Linked DNA regions of Cricetulus griseus: region 2 is linked to region 1. Evidence: chromatin contacts called from public Hi-C data. All regions are on one chromosome and are shown on one strand. Each heading gives the region's core, a stretch centred on a gene start, on an enhancer-like site or on the middle of the called end of the contact. The rest is flanking DNA. Distances are from core to core; before and after follow the strand shown. Region 1 holds the start of Abca1 (phospholipid-transporting ATPase ABCA1). Region 2 overlaps Abca1 (phospholipid-transporting ATPase ABCA1).

What was found. A called contact is a pair of places that touch in the nucleus more often than the background predicts.
Region 2: a Hi-C map of fibroblasts shows a contact between it and region 1, with 2.3 times the contacts expected there. The contact joins the enhancer-like site here to the promoter of Abca1 in region 1. A contact is called at or near these places in 2 of 8 Hi-C or Micro-C datasets (the CHL-YN cell line and fibroblasts).

The regions. Positions count from the first base shown.
Region 1 is chr2:90,616,421-90,622,549 of CriGri-PICRH-1.0, reverse strand. Abca1 (phospholipid-transporting ATPase ABCA1) reads right to left here and starts at 1,774. Exons shown (of 50, transcript XM_027403085.2): 1 at 1,534-1,774.
Region 2 is chr2:90,658,367-90,664,408 of CriGri-PICRH-1.0, reverse strand. All of the region lies in intron 5 of Abca1 (phospholipid-transporting ATPase ABCA1), which reads right to left. Among named protein-coding and RNA genes, the nearest start is that of Abca1, 41 kb to the right of the region's middle. Within about 2 kb of position 4,283, at least 1 of the 6 cell types and tissues checked has open chromatin away from gene starts, as enhancers often do.

The DNA.
Region 1 (6,129 bases), core at 525-3,024:
ACACTCTACCACTGACCTACATCCCAAGCCAAGAAGTTTTACTTCTAAGTATCAGTCTGTCCTCTATGTGTATTTACTCTGCCCATTCCCTTTGAGGGATGTCATTGAAAAGTATTGGGTTTGTTTGTTTTGTAAATTGTTGTACCGATGCAGCAAATGAGGGAAACCAATTATTTTTAGTGTCAGATACTCCCCCCCCCCAAAAAAAAAGCGGTTATAGTATTTCTCTCCTTTCCAGCAAGTGCAGAAAAAAAAAAAAGACATCTACCCATAAGCCTGTCACCAGCAAACACCCTCAAGAACCTTGCATCATTTAGCAAGGTCTGGGAGTCAGGACAAGACAGACAGAGCGACATAGAGGGCACACGTGCACACACAAACACGGGGAGGGGGGGACGGAGGGGCAGAGAGGACAGAGAGAGAGAGAGAGAGAGAGAGAGAGAGAGAGAGAGAGAGAGAGAGAGAGAGAGAGAGAGAGAGAGAGAGAGAGAGAGAGAGAGATTGGCCTGGGGGCCCCCAGTTTGGAACCACTAGTTTTGACCAGATTCACAATAAAGTGGAAGGACTGCACACTCGGTCTTGCACAGGGCCATACCTAAGCCACCCGGCCAGGAGGCGCTGCGGGCCAGTCTCCAGGGGCCACCCGCAGGCCGCCCAACCCCCACCCCCTGGCGGCGGAGCCCGGCCCAGCAGCCGCGAGTTCTGCGCCCGCAGGGGTTACTCGCGGTCATTCGTCATTCGGCTGCACTACCTAGCCCCAGCTTCTCTATGGGTACTCCAAGGGACGAGCAGCAAAAAGCAGGAAGATGGGTCAGGGGTGAAGAGAATTGGACACCTCAGTTTGAAGTTTCTGAAGGCTCTTTTTTAAGTTTTCTGTCTTTTGGAGGCACAATACTCGTCTTCCACTTTGTTCCAGGGGCTGCAGCTCTCCAGAGCACAGTAAGCTTGGGGATAGGACCCCCCCCCCCGCCCCCCAGGTCAAACAAAGCCCCGAGGCCTGGAGCACGCAATGACACAAAAGATTTCGTTTAGGACACTTCCTATTCGAGTTCTTTGGAAACAAGCACATGCCGCCGCCCCAGTCCGAGGAGCGGATCTCCAAGTCAGAGACCAACACTGATCACTTTAATGAAGGAGTTGGGGAGTCTGATGTGACACTTGTGGGCGCCGGCCAACCAGAGCCAGACAAAGGGAGACGCTTCGCAGAGGATCCTCCTCGCCCCATCCCGGCGGCTGCGCCCCTAGGACGCCCGAGAACCCTGGCTCCCACTGCTCACGAGGCCGGTCTCCCAGGCCAGAGATGCTTGCCCGGGTCTCCAGCTCCGGGAAACCCAAGTGCTGCAGTTCTGCATCCCAGGGCGCCACGACCCTTCCCAGACATACCCCACACGCACTATTGCCGCCCCTGCCCTATTTGCATCCCTAGAGGTAGGGAATAAGGGCGTTCGAGGATCAAAGTCCCGGAAACGGAGAGCTTCCCAAAGCTTCCTTGGCCCCGAAACAAAATGCCCAAGTCACTGAAGAACCTCTTACCTGTTTTCCACTTTGGTGTTTGCGTCTGTTTAGCCCACCCTGCACAAACCCTTCCAGCAAGGGGGAGGGAAAAGTGAAGGGAAACAGGGAGCAGAGCAGCGCCCCAAACCGGCTGTGGGTGAGCGGGTCCCGAGGCGCCCCTGCCCAGCCCTGCGCTGTGTAGAGAGATGTGGGCTCGGCCGGTCCCGGCCCGCTCGCTCGCCCTCGGAATTACTGGTTTTTGCCGCGACTAGTTCCTTTTATAGATTCGGCTGTGCCGAGCACCGGGGTTACTACCGGTCAAATGCTGTTCTTTCCCTCTTCCCCCGCCCCCTTCCCGGCCTCTGTTTATGTAGTTCAGTCACTCAGCAGAAAGCACGTGGAGCCGCGGCCCGCCCCTTAAACCGGCGACAGTGCGCCGCGGCTGGCACCGGGGGCGCATGCTGCAGGCTTCGGGGTCCTTTCTTAGCCCCGACCCTGACCTGCCTGCCTCAGGCAAGCGGGAAACTCTAGGCCTGAGCTGAGCCAGGGACTCCACGTTCCAGGCAGCAGAGAAAATGGGGGTGAGGGACGCTTCCTCTAAACTCTTGCTTTCTGCAGTAGTTTGGGATAGGTTGATTGGTTGGTTGGTTGGTTGTTTTGTTTGTTTGTTTGGTTGGTTGGTTGGTTGGTTGGTTGGTTGGTTGGTGTATTTTTTGGTGTATTTTTGTATCCCTCCCCCCACCTAGCCCTTCCTCCCTCCCTCTCTCTCCTTTTGTTAGTTTCCTAGCCCCCAGGTTGGGAAGAAGGCTGACCCACACAGATGCCTATCATTTCCTGTCTCTTCTTTGAAAGCCCTAGATGGGGGGTAGACAGAGTGATTATCAGCCCAATTTTGGTTTCTGCCTAAACCTTGACTTTGACAGTCTGCACCTCCTACTACACATCCACCCACCCACCCCTACACACACACACAGACACACACACACACACAGACACACACACACCTTCCACTGACAATAGGTACTTGTAAGCCACAATCAACACAAACACACACACACACACACACACACACACACACACACACACCTTCCACTGACAATAGGTACTTGTAAGCCACAACCAAAGGCAGTTGTGATTACAAGAGTGGGTTTTGATGTCAAACTAGACCAAAATTAGATGAAGTTTTTCTGCCTCTTTTATTTTATTTATTTTGAGACACAGTCTCATGCAGTCTGGTCATAAACTCGATAACCTTGAATTCCTGATCCACTTGCCTCCATCTCTCTAGGCCTAAAATTACAGGAGCCGGGCACCACACCCAGTTTGTACCGTGCAGGGAGGCCAGCAGCCTGCCAACTGAGCCACATCCTCAGCCCTTGTGTTCCCTCATCTTTCAAGAAAAAAGAATGGTCTATTTGTCTCTGAGCAGTTTTCTGAAAATGAATTTATTAAAATCTTTGAAGTCCTTGGAAGATGGGCACCATAAACAGAATCAGTGACATTTTTTAGTGACATCCATGGCCTATAAACTATTTGCTGTGCCAGGCTTTCAAAAGTCCAGAACTAGCAAAGAATTTAAAATAATGTCTGTGACCATCTGTGTAGAAAGAAAAATTCCTGAAGGGAAATCTATTATTCCTCACAAGATTTTAAGAAGAGAATAGGTCTCTGTCTCTTTCCCCACGTCCACATGTCTTACAATGTTTAAGTCCTAACACATCACATACACACTGTTTATTTTCTGCTTAGAAGGACCTGGTTCCCAAGAGTACTCCTATGAAATTCTGTTCCCATCACCCACACAGTGGCTCACAACCATCTGTAACTCCAGTTCCAGGAGCTCTGACACCTTTCTCTGGCCTCCACTGTCACTGGACATGTATAGGTACATACACATTGATACAGGCAAAACATTCATGTAAATAAATCCTTTCTTGATCTTAAAAATAAAAACTAATCTCTTGGGGTTCTCTACTGGGGAGTAAGCAACTGTTAAGTATTACACAAATCAGGGAGTTAGGATGACAGAGAATGAAGAAACATTAGGAAGAAAGCCCCAGGTAGAGAGCATCCCTAGCCACATGAAGGCAAACTTGAACCCTTTAGCTAAGAACCACTATGGGGTTCAGAATCTGCGGCCCCACTCAACTCTCACTGCAATGAATGCATGGACACACTTGCAATGTTGGGACTGTGTGGACATGCATGTTTTGTAAATCTCTATCCTTACATCCCTGAAGAGTTCAAATGTTTCATCCAAGTCATACACGACATTGGTCTGTTGACACCAAGTGGCAAGCTGTCTGCCAGTGGGAGAGCATCATATGACACAATGGCTGGATTTCAGCATTTAGAACTTAGATGAGATCACACTTCTGAGAGAAAGAAATTTCAAAGCAGGAACCTCTCCCTTCCAGCCTTCAGGTGCCTCTGGTTGGTTTGTTCCTGAGCATGCTTCCAAGAGCTTTCCCTGCCACATCTTCTGAAACCTTTAACATTTTCACCAAACCCTAAACCTTGTCCTAGGAAGCCCTTTCGACATAAATGGGAAGATGTTTCTCCATTGCTGTTGCTCTGAAGTAGTAGATTCCATAAATGTGCCCACGGTGGCTTGAAGTTCTATTCTGAGATAACCCTGGGATCTTCTAATTACAGACATGACCTTCAGGCAGCTGTGGCTGCACAGACCTTGCTAGAGGTCACAGAGATACAAGAAGCTCAATTTTATCATTCCATGAAGGCCTTTAAACCAAGATCTCCTGAAAGGCAGTGCTTGGAGGATGCCTTTAATACATATCTAGCAGCCAGTCTATATACACCTTGTTTAAAATAGAGACTTTTCAAATATAGAGATTTTTGCCACATGTGTGTTTCTTGATTGTTATACCTACTATTTAGTTCCCAGCAGCTGAAAAACATAACATTGCAGAAATTCAGTGAAGAATTTATAAAAACATAAATGAAATGATCTTTCAAGAATTTGTAGTGATTAAGAAAACCTACTGGTCAGAACATTAGAGAATGAAAGAGTTCAAATTTTCAAAGAGAGTACTAGAGATGGTTCAGTCAGCAAAGTACTTAGCATGCAAACGTGAGGGCCTGAGTTCATATCCCCAGAAGCCACATAAAAAGGCAGGTGTGATATACCAGGAATCCCAGTGGAGATGAAGATGGATGGAGCCAATTGGCCAGCCAATCTAGCAGAATCAGTGAGATCCAGATCAGTGAGAAACTCTGCCTCAAATACATAAAGTGGAGTGAAATTGAGGAAGACCTAATGGTGATCTCTAGCTTCCAAATATGTGCACATGTACACACACACACACACACACACACACACACACACACAGAGTACACACACCTTTTCTTCCTAAAAGACTGGTAAACCATCTTTAATAAGGAGAGATGAAAAGACTTCCAGTTCAAATTTGAATTGGCTTAATTCCAATCCATGTTTAGACACTGAAACAAATCCTGAAGCCATCAATGATCAAATGGCAAAATTCAAGGTGTCACCTGTATAGGTGGAACAGGCCCTAAACCACATAGACTCTAAATACAGTAATTCTTTTTAAATAGACCAATGTGATCTCTTCTATATTAATGTGAATTCTATTAACACTCAAGCAAGATGCAAAACCGTTACTACTTCTGGCTTTGAGAAAGATACATTTGCAGTTTTTTGTTAGGGTCAACCAGTTAATCCACTTTGTAAACAGGTACATACATTCTCTGAGTATCAGTTTAAAAAGTTAAAAGGTGTGTTTTTGCTGTTGGTATTTTGTTTTTCTTAAAAGTCTTAGTTCTGCTGGTCAGTGGTGGTGAGCACCTTTAATCCTAGCACTCAGAAGGCAGAAGTAGGCAAACCTTTGTAAGTTCGAGGCCAACCTGATCTACAGAGCTAGTTTCAGGACAGCCAGGACTGTTAACAAAGAAACCCGGGGGGGGGGGGTTGCACAATTCCAACCTGCCTTCCTCCAAACCCCCTTCCCTTAACACTACAGGAAAACTTTAATGTCTATTTCTTGTCTTTCATTAACTTCTCCATGGTGCCCAGGCAGTTCTGTCCAAGTTATTGACACAAAGAATTGAGAATCTCTTTTGTTATTATAAAAATTTTTATTGCAGAAAAATATCTAAAACTCAGACAAACAGTTTATAACTGGTAACATTGACGACCTCTTTTAGGTCCTTAGGCTCTTTGATCTCTGGTATTTGACACTGTTGGCCACACCTGCCTTCCTGTAGCTAGTTCTTAAATTGCAGGAATCTGGTTCTCTTCTGACTTTGTCTGCTACTTTAACCACACTTTATCTAACCTCTCTCTCTCTCTCTCTCTCTCTCTCTCTCTCTCTCTCTCTCTCTCTCTCTCTCTCTCCCTCCCTCCTTTCCTCCGTCCCTCCCCTTCCTCCCTCCCTCCCTCCCTCCCTCCCTCTCTCCATTCCTCCCTTCCTCCCTCTCTCCCTTCCTCTCCCTCTTCCCTCCCCTCCTCCCCCATCCCCCCATGCACACATGCTTGCAGAAGCACTTGAACACCCACTCCAGGCTCACAGGTTTTCTTCTCTATTTCCACATGCTCCTCTAAACCTATTCTCCACCCTTTGGTTTCACTTGAAGCCTGTCTAGGTGTGCTGC
Region 2 (6,042 bases), core at 3,034-5,533, 39 kb before region 1:
CTCTCTAAAATCAAAAGCTGGTGATATCATCCACGCTTCCCCATGTTGAAGTGCAGCATCCCAGCATCATGGTTTGGTGGGAAGATGTGGAACTTCAAGTCTCACAGACCTGGACTCAAGTTACAACTCTGTGGCACTGAGCAACAGATACAACCTTTTCAGACTCAATTTTCTCATCAACAAATTAGGGACAGTACCAATCTGCTAATGCTTCTTCAAAGAATCAATAGTCCACTCAAAAATGTAAAATTCCAAAGTGACATACACACACATCAAGGTTTACTGGAGCTCTATGCATAATAGCTAAATTAGAGAACCAACCTAGAAACAACAACAGATGGAGACAGGCAATAATTTTCAGCCATAAAGAACAAAGCTATGGATTTGGGAGAAAACAGAAACAACCAGAGATAATCACAATAATCAAATTAAGTTAGTCACAGAAAGACACTCTTTTTCTCTCACTTAGGTACTAGATTTTATATAGATACAGAGAACCATGCATATATGATATGAAGGTAAGAGCAGAACTGTTTAGAAAAACAAAGGGAACTAATAAGAGGGAAGGATTGAGCAAAAGGAGAGGAGAGGGTACAGGAGGAGTATCCTCAACATATGTAAATATACCCTTATATGACACCAGACCAAACATACAATGCATACATACCTATGTGAGTATACCCTTATATGACACAGGACCAAATGTACAATGCATACATACCTATCTGGGTATACCAAACATACAATGCCTATTTATGTTAGTACACCTTTATATAATACAGCACCAAACATTCAAAGCATACCTATATAAGTATAACCCTATATGGCATGAGCCCATGTGCAATGAATATATATTATGCATTAAAATCTCTTCATACAAAATGTCTTCATGATGTTGTACAACCTTGTCTGTAGACAGAGTCACTTGAACATCACCTTTCGGTACCTCCACACAACAGAGGTGGGAGGGCTAGAAGAATGAAGTTTTTTCAATGAGACACAAAGTCTATGCCCAAGCTGCTCTTTCCCACACACGGGATAAACAAATCTCACATAGGAAAGGTAGGAGACATATAGTACTGTTGTTTGATGGTCACAATTCAAGCTTTTTAAAAAGCAGCCTGATATTGTAGAGTACATGGCATTCTGTAATTGAATGCAATTGTGTTTTCTATGCTTGTCTGGCTAAAGTTGACCTTTGGTTTGATTTCGTTCAAGCAATATTTCAACATTGCACTGGAGCTCTGTGTCCCCTGACTACTGCTCATTTGGAGCCAGACCTCTGCCCTGGATGGCAACCAACAGCCTGGGCTCTGGGACACAGCATGGCTCTGACAGGTCTGGGGAAATGTTCATGGAGGTAGAAAGGTTTCAAACTATGAAACCCAAAAGCCTCAAATCAAAACAAGCACACACAACACATGAATCAAAACTACCCAAAGATTTTACAGGCTTTCCATTTTGATGACACGTTGTCATCACATCTCCCAATAAGATGACACACGGGTGTCAGGCATGAGGACAGAAAGCCAGACATTTGGGACTATAAACCCAATTGAGCAACTGCCCCAATGAAACAAAAGACTGAACTTGAGGCAAAGAGAAAGAAAGAGAGAGAAGTAGCCGTGAATCACCAGACAGTCTTCAGAGATAGGCCTGGGGGAAACGTCCCCTGGTGCCTGTTACATATGACTCTTGGAAGTGAAGGAAATCTGGCATGTTACCTCAGAGCCCTCGTACCCTTTCTCACCACAGCTTGTCTGTACTTGTGCAAAGACCTCAGGAGCCTTGAGGGTGTCCAGGGCTGCTCTCTCAAGGATGTGACAACAAGGGAAGTTTAAGACTGAAAGTCTATTGTTGGTTTCTCAAGCAAGGTACTTATCCTCTTTGAATTTCAAAGAGAGATGCCCTACCTTCCATGATAACTGTGAAAACAATGAACAAAAGAAAAGATCTGCTATCTATTGCATATCAGGTCAGCAAGGAGAGGCCTTGTTCTCATAGGCTCATTGCATTGCTATAGCATCCCTGAGGAGGTGCTATTGCTATCCCAGTTTGAGGAAGGTGAGGCACAGGAGTGGTATATAATTAGGCATGGGTACAACTGAGCAGCAACAGAGGTGATATTTAAAAGTTGTTCATTGTATGTCAATGCCTGTCCTTAAATCCCTACCTCAGTCAACTTCCTTGCCATGTCCCCACAACCACTCTGCCCCCTAGAGCTCATCTTTTTTTGACTTTCAAAGATTAACTCATATCAAAGGTCTGAATCAGGAGCTGTCAGGATCACCAGGCAGGCAAAACGGTTTTCCCTAAGCAAAGTCCAGGATGGCTTGCACATAGAAATGCATGGACACATTGGTCCAAGCCACAGCAGAAAGGCCAAACCAGCTTTATATTTGTAGATGAAAATGGCATCCATGCCATTACTTCAACATGACACCTATTTGAAGGGACACAGACAAGCTGATTTAACTGAGGACGATGACATGAACAGCACTGCCCTGAGGTCCTCCAATCTCAGCCTCAACAACCTGGTGACATCTACATCCATTCCGGTGCCAACATGCCCAAGATTTACGATGGCTCTTTGCTGGCAAAGTTTTAGGATCTTCAGGGGTTCTGCATCCTGGAGAGAACACAACTGAAAAGTCCCTGAACCAGATATGGGGCAGGAGGAAAGGTTGTGAGCTGTCACCACAGAAGAGAATGTAAGACCACAGCAGACTGCCCTGTAGGGTGGATAGTGCCTGCCTTAAAAGAACACAGTTCTCTGTAGACCAGGCTGGCCTTGAACTCACAGAAATCTGCCTGCCTCTGCCTCACGAGTGCTGGGATTAAAGGCATGCACCACCACTTAAATTCTAAGGGGTCAAGACCAGGCTGGTGAAACCCACAGAAATAGCTGACCTGAACAAGGGGGAACTCTTAGTTTGCAAAGTGATAGCTGGGAAACCAGCATGGGACTGATCCAGACCCCATAAATGTGGGTGTCAGTGAGGAGATCTCAGAAATCTACGGGACCTCCTGTAGTAGTTCAGTACTTATCCCTAGCATAGGTGTGGAATTTGGGAGCCCATTCCACATAGAGGAATACTCCCTGAGCCAAGACACACGGGGGTGGTACTAGGCCCTATTCCAAAGGCTATGACAGACTCAGATGACCCCCTATGGAATGTCTCACCCTCCCTGGGGAGCAGAAAAGGTATGGGATAGGTAGGGTGTTAGTTGGGGGGCAGGGGAGGAGGGGAGGCAGAGGGAACTGGCATTGACATGTAAAATAATCTTGTTTCTAATTTAAAAAAAAAAATGAAGAGAAAGAAAAAAGAGGAAAGAAAGAACACAGTTCTCATGGAGAGTGTCACTCCCCTGGGCCGTGGAGCACATGCACATCAGGCAGGGCCTTGAGATCATCCCTCAGCTGCCCCTGCTGCCTTTCCTGGAACAAACACAAAGGGCCAGAAAATACTCTTCTGCGGTCTGCAAAGTACCCTCTGGACTTCTATACTTACAGATTGTCAGTGTGGCTATAAATTGGGACAGGGCCAGACACCTACAGAGCTAAGAGCTAGGATCTTGGCTGAGTTCCACGCACACAGAAGATCAGCGATCTGGCATCTAGCCACACCACTTGGGTCATACACAGCTGTAAAGAATGCAGAAGTTCTACAGAACCCGTACAAGCCAAACAAAAGGACTGTCCCTAGACCAGCAAAAGTAATGGTGAGCCGATGGGAGCCCCTGGGGAATTCACAGGACAAGGGTGTAGCTAATTGTGGGGAAGTGGTGTGTGTGTGGTGGGTGCGATCTTAGACTGTGAGGATGGTCTATCCTGGAAAGGCCACAAGTCTCAGCCTCCAGCAGAGGCAAAGAGAAGGGAGGTGGGTTAGGATGGCCTAGAAAAACTGAAAGCCTCAGCCCCCAGCATAAATAAGCACTTCCTGATTCCACACCCAGTAGGAAGCCCTGACCTGTCCCAGTAACTTCCATCCATGGTGAATAGGACAAGGAGCAGGCACTGGGACAAGGTAGACACTGGAGCAGACAAGCTCAATGAGAAGGGCTTTGAGTGTGTTCATTCATTATCACTAAGCAAAGAATCTTAAATAGCTGGAAGCTAAAACAGGAAGCAGTGAGGGCACCTGTCAACAGCAAATGGCCAGTCACCTTATTCTCTAACCCTGTCCTAACTGGTGGCAGCAAACCACTAGGCAGGACAGTCTTCTTGGGCTCCACCTCTCACCATCCCTAGAGAAAAGGTCAGACCTGGGTCAAGAGAAGCAAGTGTGGTAAGTGAAGCTGAATGACAAGGCCACAGAGGAGGCTGAGGGCAGGGAGGGACTTCCTAGTAGGCAGGGGCCTCCTCCCCCTCCCTAGTGCCTGGAATTCACACAATACATGCTAATTTTTTTAAAGACTATAACCTTTGCCGATTGTACAAAAACATATGTCTAGGAGTAAACACATTGCTAAGACCTCCTCAGGGGGCCCTCGAAAGAGACCATGGAATTGGAAAATCTATCTTTCCAGTACGTGCTATACCTCTGAACTCAGGGTAGCCCTCCCTTCCAGTGAAATTGTGGGGAGGTAAATTTTATGAAAGAAAATCAAGACTGACTTGGTATTAATTTTGAGCCATTGGGGCCTGGTTTACACAATGGAAGTGCTTCTCCAGTTGCCTGTGATGGATTTGATGTCATCCAGAGAATTTCACTTGACTTGACTTCATTCTCTAAAGATGCACCCAGGGTTACCAATCATCAGTACCGTGCTGCTGTTCAGAGCAGAATGATGAATATGGCCTAATCCTGCCCTGAACGGGCTGCAGCCTTGTAACCCACACCACCACTGTAACACAGGTGTCCTCATCCACGGGCTAACCAACCCAGACTCTAAGACGAAGTATCTTCAAGACATTATCCAAACCTCAAATGTTAGACAATGAAACTTAAGGCACAGAAAAGGTGAGTAATTTGGCAAAGGCCAAACACCCTGAGATACAAGGGAAGTAAAGTATTTCTGACTTACTGGATGTCACCCCCCGTGCTCATGTTACTGCTGGAAACCCATAGGAAGCACACCACTGAATGCTCAATGACCGATGGGATAATTATTGTCCAATTCTAATAAGTAGAGGGCCAGGAAGAATCAAAAGTTACCCACAGATGACTTAATGAGAGAGAGAGAGCCTGAATTTGTTGCCCAATCTCCTCACAGCCTCAAGTCTTTCTCCTACAGTAGCATTTTCCAACCTTCAGTCATTTACAAACTGCTCTCCAGAATTTCACCACAGCCACATGAAACAATGTCATCCTTAACTTCATCTTTTATTTCTTAATGTCCATTTAAGCAATAATACTCATGAAACTGCAATTTGATGTGAGTCAGAATTAAAAGTCATTTGTACAGTGTCAGAAAGCATCTCATATATCACACAAAACTCAAAGCACTGTCCTTAAAGATTTACATGTCACAGGTTAGAATCTAAACATGTTACTTTTTCTGGGGTTTCTGAGAATTAAGCCTATGTTTATATTGCCTTTGAGCTGTGACCATGATAGTAAAGACAGAATGATTTCCCACACTAACTTCCCAAAACTAATTTAGCCACCACTCAACCTGCTGGTTATACTCTGGCTTAGAGAAAAAACAACAAAGTGACCAAAACAGTGCAGCAATATGAAAATGGGTTGAGGCAGATTTGTAAGGGTCCATTCTTGGACTTCTATCAGAATGGATTCAATGATAAATAGAGGAGGTATCCACCACTTGATTTTTTAAGTTGGAAAAATACTAAAACAATACAAGATGGTACCTTTAGAGAGAGACTTAAATGGGGAGCTGGGCTTGGCTGGGCTTCATTCCTAAGCTATCACTCCCTTGATTGTGTAAACTAGAAGAAGTCACCTCCACTTTCAGTATCAGATTCCCTCTAGGAAGAATCCCCCTCCCCTGTCTCAGCACCTACAAAAGCATGGTTGGTACAGAGCTGAGTAACTAAACAAACCAATGTTGTGGCCCAGAAAACTTGGAGACAAGACC